3 separate regions of the Zea mays genome follow, and all the other regions are linked to region 2. A link is a contact called in public Hi-C data. All regions are on one chromosome and are shown on one strand. Each heading gives the region's core, a stretch centred on a gene start, on an enhancer-like site or on the middle of the called end of the contact. The rest is flanking DNA. Distances are from core to core; before and after follow the strand shown.

Region 1 (2,700 bases), core at 111-2,610, 510 kb before region 2:
ATAGTGATTAACAGGAACATTATTAGGTCAACAAGAGTGATCAAGGGCACAACTTGCCTTCAACGAGTTGCTACTCAATTTCTTCAACCATCTGAGCTTTGGGCTCCTCAATCACTTATTCGTCTACTCGCAGCGATACGAAGAAATATTGCATAGGAAAAATTAACATCACACCAAACATAAGAACATAATGCACAGTAATGACCTACACATCATAACGAGATCCCAGGTTCGAGAACCACTAAATTCGGAGTTACGATTTAAGAGTTATGATTTTCTTAATGTTTAGGTGTTAAACATAAAACAAAATGAGTGGTTTTTTATCACTATGCTACATAGTAAAATAAAGTTACTAACTGGTAGACAATATTAATAGGAGTCCAATGCAACTGGAATGGATAAACTTGTAGTTAAAACGAATTAACTGTGGCAGAACCGCCCGAATTATTCCAGTTTAAGTGCCCAAGTCACGCCTCAGGGGCCGTAACACACATAAATCGGAATAACCGGTCAGTCCCTCAGATCTAGTCCGATTAAGCCACTTAACTAGGATCAAACACCACAAACTCACTCGAAGGTGAGTCACAGAAGAAATACAATAAAACAGGAAAAAACTCAAATTAAAGTACTGGAGTTATTACATAAATCGGAGTTTTTCAAGTAGCGGATATAAGTGCACAAAATAAATTGCTGCGGATAATCGATATCATTGAAAGTGAGGAATGGGGCAAGGCCTAGCCCACTACTCCTCTTGCTCCTCTCCTACCAGAGCAGCATCCCACTCGACCGTCCAACCCGGTGGCAGGGTGGTAGGCCAAGTCACACCGTCAACCATATCCTGAAGTGTACCTACAAAAAGTATGCCACAAGCAAGGCTGAGTATACTAATACTCAGCTAGACTTACCCGGTGTGAAGAATCTACCCCTTTGCCTCTAGACCATGCAGCTGTTTGGCTGAGGGGTTTGGTTTGCCAAAAGCACTAGCTGAGTGTAAAATCCATTTTTAGCTTTTCAAATTCTAATATCATTGTTTTAGCTAAGTTTTCTCTTTCTAAGCATACATGGTAACAATCATTTAATACAATCAACAAGTTATCTCATGTAAGCCTCATTTCACTTCATACACTACACCAAAAATTAAAACTTCCTATGGCGTACTAACTTCCTACGGTTTTTTAAAGAAACCATAGAAAGTTAATAGCTTCCGACGGCCACGTAGGCACTCTCGGAAGTTAATAATCTTCCTACAGCATGTAGTTGTGTCTCTCGGAAGTTACTAAACTTCCTACGGCTTGTAGCAGTGCCTCTAGAAAGTTCATAACTTCCTATGGAAGTCCCCTCCCCTCTCGGAAGTTAGCTGAATAACGCTAACGACGTTAAAGTCAGGCTCACAGACGGCCCGTACGACTCTTACCTCTGCCTTTCCCTTTTCTCCTCCTATCCCTAACGCAGTCGCCGCCGCTCGGCTCTCCCTTGCCAATGCACTCGCCGCCGCCGCTCAAATCTCCCCTCCCAATGGCACCCCGTCGCTCACGATCAAATATTTCCTCCCCTATAAGTGCAAGATCGCCAACGAGGAGGTATAGCCATCCGCCACACCTGCCGCTGTCCCTTTGCCATTTCTGGTCCTAGATCTGTGTTACCTGCATTTTTCTTTGCCACGGGATCGGGATGGTTGAGGAGCAGCTGGTGGGGATCAACATCTTGCTTCAGATATCTATTCTCGTGCTCTCGTTCATGCTCAGATATTGATGGCGCTATTGGTGGACCCACCTGACATCAAGAGGGAGATGCAGATGGAGATGCACCATCTGCTGCGGCGTAGGCATCGCAGACGGCGTGGCCGCCGGATTGGCCGGTGGACGGGCGCTCGCTCAATCCTCCATCGCCGCCCCTATATCAGTCTAGTATGTGAGTCATATTGATTTTTATAATCGATTTTATGCGCCAGTTCTTGCCTCGACTAATGGGTCCTCTTCCATTTTGTAATCACCTCTGCATGTTTACTGTATCACTTTGGTAAATTACTATTGTTCCATGTTGTCTTCCACAACATACTGGGCTGGTTCAGCGGTTAGTTTCCTATTCAACCATTTCGTAATGAAGGAGGTATTGGTTTTTAGGTAAATATTTATTTATGATTGTGCTGGTATTATCTCAATAGGCTGGAAAATTTTAAATAACCTCATATGACATAAATCTCAACTGCCCATGCACTCTTAGTTGTTGCTTTGAACCGGTCTTTCATTGTTTTTCTTTTCACCAAAAAATAAAATCTTGATGATGTGTGACACACCTGTTTGGTTATATCATGTTATCTATGTAGTTCGGCCAATTAAACTGTTATCAGGTATAACTAGATGAGGCAAATTATATATATATATATATATATATATATATATATATATATATATATATATATATATATATATATATATATATATATATATATATATATATATATATATCGAAATAAATTGTTTTATGAATATCCAAATAAACCATATAGTGTCGAAGCTGGGTACTTGCCATTGCCATCATTAACGGGCAACATAAAAAATAGAACAATATGCTACTATCTCACATATATTATGAAATGTTTCTACACACATGGAGCATTTCTTGCAGTAGAGCGCTAGGTATGCTCGCTATGCCTACGATGATTTATATGAGGATGACTTAGATAAGGAGGTGGATCAC
Region 2 (2,700 bases), core at 150-2,649:
TTTATGAATGATATAGACTTGTTCTTCATGGCCTTCGTTCAAGATCCATTATTCCTGAAATGAGATAATGTTTCGAAGGACGAATGTCTTCAACGTTTAATAATTGTGTTGCCTTGTTTAATGATTCAGTAATAAAAAAAACAAGTGACCAACAGAACACACACTCATGTCGCCGCGTCGCGTTAGAAGTCTGCGACGATTTGTTTTCTATGTGACTGCAGTAGACTCATCGATTCATTTCTCAGATTTCCAACAAGCTACAACTAGCGAAAGGACTACAGAACATTGTCTTAACTAAGACCAATGACTAAATATTCATAACATATTACATATATCATATAGTTATATTTAGTACATATTTAGGTGCCCTATACCTTTGGGGGCCTGGGCGGCCGCCTATCCCCTGGGCCGGCCCTGCAGGGAGCTACTGTTTGGTCGCTTTGAGCTAGGCTGCGCATGTGTAAGATGCTTGTTTAGTTGTCTAAGTGGAGATGTGAAGAAAAGGTCACACCATAAAAAAAGCTCACATGATACTTAAAGCACTCTAGATTATAATCAGTCACATCTTCAGAGCCTCTACAGCGGCCCTTTTTCACGCAGGCAGGCTGGCCTGAAAGCGAACCAAACATGCCACCGATTAGCAGGAGATGAACAAGCGCAAACAAGCGAGCTGTGGCTGGAGTACCAGTACCAGGCTCAGCAACCGCTTTCGGGCCCCTTTGCCGGGGACCTAACAGCAACAGTCCGTAAGTTCCCAATCGATCCAGCCAATCCCGTCCCTCGTGCTGATCGGTCATTGCCAACCGGGCGGCCCAGAGCGCAGTGGCCTGCGGAACTCCCGGTCCGCACACCCACACGAGATTTGGGGTCTGTTTGGTTGGGCTGTGGCTGTGGAAAAAGTTGCTGTGGGCTGTGAGCTGTGGAAAAAGCTGCTGTAGGCTGTGTGCTGTTAAAAAGCTAAAAATCGTTTGGTGGAAACCACTAAAAGTCGTTAAAAGTTCTTCGATATATGTTTTCAAAGTTCCATCCAAAAGCCACTAAAAGCAGGTCCAGGGGTGCTTTCAGTTTTGCACTACGAGAAAGTCGGCTTTTAGAAAAAGCTGCTTCCTGGATCCAGCCCTTTGGTTGGCTTTTGGCTTTTAGGGGGCAAAAGCCAAAGCCAAAAGCCAAACCAAATACACCCTTGAATCGGCAACTGGGTACGCGAAAGACAGGCTTTTCCGTTACAACTCACCCTGCTTCTGCCTCACCATCATTCTTCTCCCCTTTCCTTTATTTTGAACCAGCGAACGGACGCTCCTCGGGGCCCAAACCCGGCTGGTCTCTCTCCTCTGAGTTGCCCTTGCCCCACATTACACCACACCACCCCCCTCCCACTCCATGCTGTCAGGAGCGGAAGGCCGAAGCGCCACCGCGCCCACCCTGATCTGCCCGCCCACCTAACGTCGGCCGTCAATCGGCCGCCGCCGCGATGGGGTTTGACGGGCTGGTCGTGGTGTCAGATCCTTACCTGCAGCGCCGCTTCACGCAGGCCGAACTTCGCGCGCTCCAGGCCCAGGTATTTCCTCCTCCGCCTCCATGACCTCGTCGTCAGAGCTCGGGCTCCGACTGTCACCTCATCGCCACCAGCGCTGCCGTACTTATCATGCGTTGGGGTTGACGGGTTTTGATGTCTGGCAGTATGCGGCGCTGCGGGACGCGTCGCCTAACGGGAGGCTGCGGATGCGGGACCTCCCCGCCGCCATCTCTGGCGTCCGCGGTGCGGCCAAGAGCAGGGACGCCGAGAAGGAGAATAGCGCGCCGGAGCCAGGCCCCTGCCATGGCCTCACTGACGAGGAGTGGGCCTCCGTGCTTAAGGCCGTCGCGCGTGCTGACGAGAAGCCGCACCAGGACGCGAGCTTCGAGCTCTTCCTCCGCGTCTACGCTGAGATGCAGCTGCGACTCAAGGCAGTAAGCGTCTGCTCCGGCCGCGCCGGAGGAATCGTGCGCTCCTCCTCCTCCTCTGCTGTTGCCTTCCTCACGGCGGCCACCACCACACTGCTTCACACCATCAGCGAGTCCGAGAAGGCGTCCTATGTTGGCCACATCAACGCTTATCTCGCGGATGATCCGTCCCTGAAGAGCGCCCTCCCCATCGATCCGGCGACCGATCACATCTTCCATATCACCAAGGACGGCGTGCTCCTATGGTACGTTTCGGATGTACTTTGTGCTTCGATCCGAAACTGTGATGCAGTCTGACAGGGTTTTCTTGTTTACTGTTGTTCCATCCAGCAAACTCATCAACTTGGCTGTACCGGGCACCATCGATGAGCGAGCCATCAATACCAAGAGGGTCCTTAATCTTTGGGAGAAGAACGAGAACCACACGCTTTGCCTCAATTCTGCCAAAGCGATCGGCTGCACTGTCGTCAACATCGGCACACAAGACCTCGCCGAAGGGAGGGTAAAGAATCTCGCCTCATTTCTCTCGGATTTTGATGAGTTACGGCAAGAGATCATCAGAGCAGAGCTGTCATGAATGTTTGCTTCATTCCTTTTTATAGTTGTGTACTTATGCCCTTTCAAAAGTTGCTGGGAGCCTCAGGACCATGCTAGTGTGAAGTCCATGTGATGTGTTGGACCATAAATTATTACCTGTCGCCAGCCTTTACGTTTTTTAGTTCCATGTCCTTACTTCAGGCATGATGGTGGTTACCA
Region 3 (2,700 bases), core at 43-2,542, 280 kb after region 2:
GGTGAAGAGCCATGACATGAGGAGCCACGACCAAGAGAAACCACAACCAAACAGCATTGCGAGAGGAGCCACATCCAGCGGTGAGGTAAACCGTAGCATTGAAACCTTGCTCTGTATACCATGTTCAAATAGTGGTTGTACTGATAACAAAGGCTAAGCTCAATATGCACATGTACAACAATGCAAAGACACCCTTATACAAACAGAAATATACAAGACGCATATATCTAACAACTATTATTGAAGGTCCCAAGTACACAATATAATATGTTGTGTCCTTAAATTCATGTGAGCCTACCTAAATTCATGGTTCCTTAAAAATGTTACCCTTTTATGAGGAAATACTAAAATCAATAGAGTAGAACATTGCCAACTGAGTGGCATGAAAAAATGGGTAGGGCAAATAAGAAAAATTATCATTGTGATTCACTATAGAACCAGTTTGTTGTTCACTTCAGCTGCTATCAGTAGAACCATTAAGTTCATAAAAACATTAACGGGAACAACCCATGGAGGGAACATTTTAAGAGCCATGAAACTTATAAAGACCCCCTTAGCTTTCTTCCAATAGAACATACAAGTCCCAATATTTCCAGCACTGCTCATGACATTAGACAATCTTACAAGCTTCAGAAGTAGAGGCAATCCAAGCAGAATTTTTCCCTAGCCATGCTTGCACTGCTGCAACCTGCAGTGATGCAGTCGACCTACGTAGCAAGAATTGCACGCTTCCCCCCGCAGTCCCTTGCATCTCCAACTCCCTCAACGGAATGGGATAATATCAAAATTCCCATCCGGAACAACCACATCCAAACTAAAACCTAGTGAATTAGAGCACGTGAAGCACGGAACGACGAAACGAATTACAGAAACCGAGCAGATCCAGCCAAGTGAGCAAGTGTAACGCAAGATTCTAGACGATGACGGGATGGGTAGACGGGGACCTGCTGCTGCTCGTCGTTCCAATTAAACATCCTGCTCAGGTGGCTGCCGCCGTCGCGGGAGCCGCCCCCGAACTCGAAGTGCGCTGTTTCCCAGGTCCCAACGGTCGCATCTCCGACCCCAGGAAAAGCACCCGAACTCGCCGGCTCGCCTATCGCGCCGTCCTCGAACCTCCAGTTGCCTTCTGTGGCTCTCTCCAGTCTCCACCCACCAAGAGTAGTCCAGGGATGGGAGTGCGTAGCCGCTGCACATTTGGTAGGCGGCTGCAGTTGGGCGTTGGAAACCCACGTGTGCGGAGCCGCATCTTGGGTTGTGGTCAGGAGGACTCGATCAAATGCCACGCGCTGATTGGCTGCGGGGTTCTCAGCGGGTGTACGGTGTACACCTTTGCACACCTCCAACACATCTTCAGTCACATCCTCTCCTCTATTTCATTCCATATTTCAAACTTATATTTATAAACAATTATATATATATAATTACGTGTTTTTTATTTTATACTATTCATTGAAGACAGCCTTACACTCTCTTCGAATTTTCTGTCTCACTTACTATTTTAAACTTCTTTCTACAAATATAGTGTTTTTGCACGGTCATATACACGCTCTGTTAAACACGGCATTTATAGTCTTGGCTACGGTGCGGCGTGAATGGATTAGATTGTTGAAGACATATGTCCTTGATAGAGATGATAATGAGACCTTCATATTGGAGGTCTTTTTCTCGAAGGCCCTCAAACCACTAATTCGACAGTTATCTTTTACCTTGTTTCACATGATGCAGAAGTAATGTCGAAGGTCAGTCTCAGCCAAAGCTAATGAAAAACACAAACACGAAGACTACAGCTTCAGGCATACAACCTGTGTCGGTGTTTAGGTCCCGACTGCGCACTACGGGGTAACCCACGCAATACTTTTGGGAGGACGGCGTTGTTGATCGCGACTCAATGGTACGTGCGGGAGCACGTCAAAACACAAGGAGATTATAAAGGTTCGAGCCGCCTGAACGTGTAACACCCTACGTCCTGTTTGGTGCTGGGGTATTGAGTTTGTTTGGAGTACACAGATTACATATGATTCACGGGTGATGATGTATGAGATCTCCCATCAATCTAATGGTGAGCATGATCGTGAAAGAGATGGATATCGAGAGAGTTTTGTAGGGGTATATCCATAGCTTATATAGCTGGTTGGGGAGAGATCTCTTTATAGATTGTAAAAGCTTATTTGTGTCTATCTATTTCTGCTACTATTGCGCACCGACTTTTCCGATGGTTATTTCCCTCCGAGTTTGAGGCCGAGCGATCTGCTATCCGGTCGCACGCAAGGCGCGTTATTCGGAATCATGTTGGCTCCTCTACGATATATGCGCATAGATAACATCTTTTACGATGTGCTCTTCAGAATCCTTCTAGCTGAGCGTGTCATCCTCCCGATAACACCTGTTTTCCTGAAGGTCGGTCCAATATCACATCTTGGCGACGACTTATTAGGGGTCTGTTCAAGCGGCTCATGAACGTGTCCATGTGAAAATGACCCATGGTATATCTATCTCCCACAAACCCCCGAGGCTCGAGCCAATTTTTGAGGGTAACTAGTTCGAGACCCCAAGAATGAGCTGGGTTACTTGTTCTCTTTTCTTTGAGAGAGTATTTCATCTTTCTCTCTCTTCTTTTATGTTCTGATCCATTGGGTGCACCAGTATAGCCCTTGAGCTTCGAGCTGATTTAAGTATTAATCAACTCGAAGGTCCCAAGAT

What was found. A called contact is a pair of places that touch in the nucleus more often than the background predicts.
Region 1: a contact with region 2 is called in a Hi-C map of leaf, with 4 times the contacts expected there. The contact joins the promoter of LOC100278030 here to the promoter of LOC100382409 in region 2. A contact is called at or near these places in 2 of 25 Hi-C or Micro-C datasets (ear and leaf).
Region 3: a contact with region 2 is called in a Hi-C map of endosperm, with 3 times the contacts expected there. The contact joins the promoter of LOC103643041 here to the promoter of LOC100382409 in region 2. A contact is called at or near these places in 2 of 25 Hi-C or Micro-C datasets (endosperm and leaf mesophyll).

The regions. Positions count from the first base shown.
Region 1 is chr3:84,349,673-84,352,372 of Zm-B73-REFERENCE-NAM-5.0, reverse strand. It overlaps LOC100278030, which reads left to right and starts at 1,360. Exons shown (of 5, transcript NM_001151441.1): 1 at 1,360-1,580; 2 at 1,746-1,911. The coding sequence starts at 1,752.
Region 2 is chr3:83,839,400-83,842,099 of Zm-B73-REFERENCE-NAM-5.0, reverse strand. It overlaps LOC100382409 (Fimbrin-2), which reads left to right and starts at 1,399. Exons shown (of 13, transcript NM_001175153.1): 1 at 1,399-1,558; 2 at 1,681-2,189; 3 at 2,275-2,446. The coding sequence starts at 1,472.
Region 3 is chr3:83,560,063-83,562,762 of Zm-B73-REFERENCE-NAM-5.0, reverse strand. LOC103643041 (protein LNK2) reads right to left here and starts at 1,292. Exons shown (of 10, transcript XM_020550240.2): 1 at 945-1,292. The coding sequence starts at 974.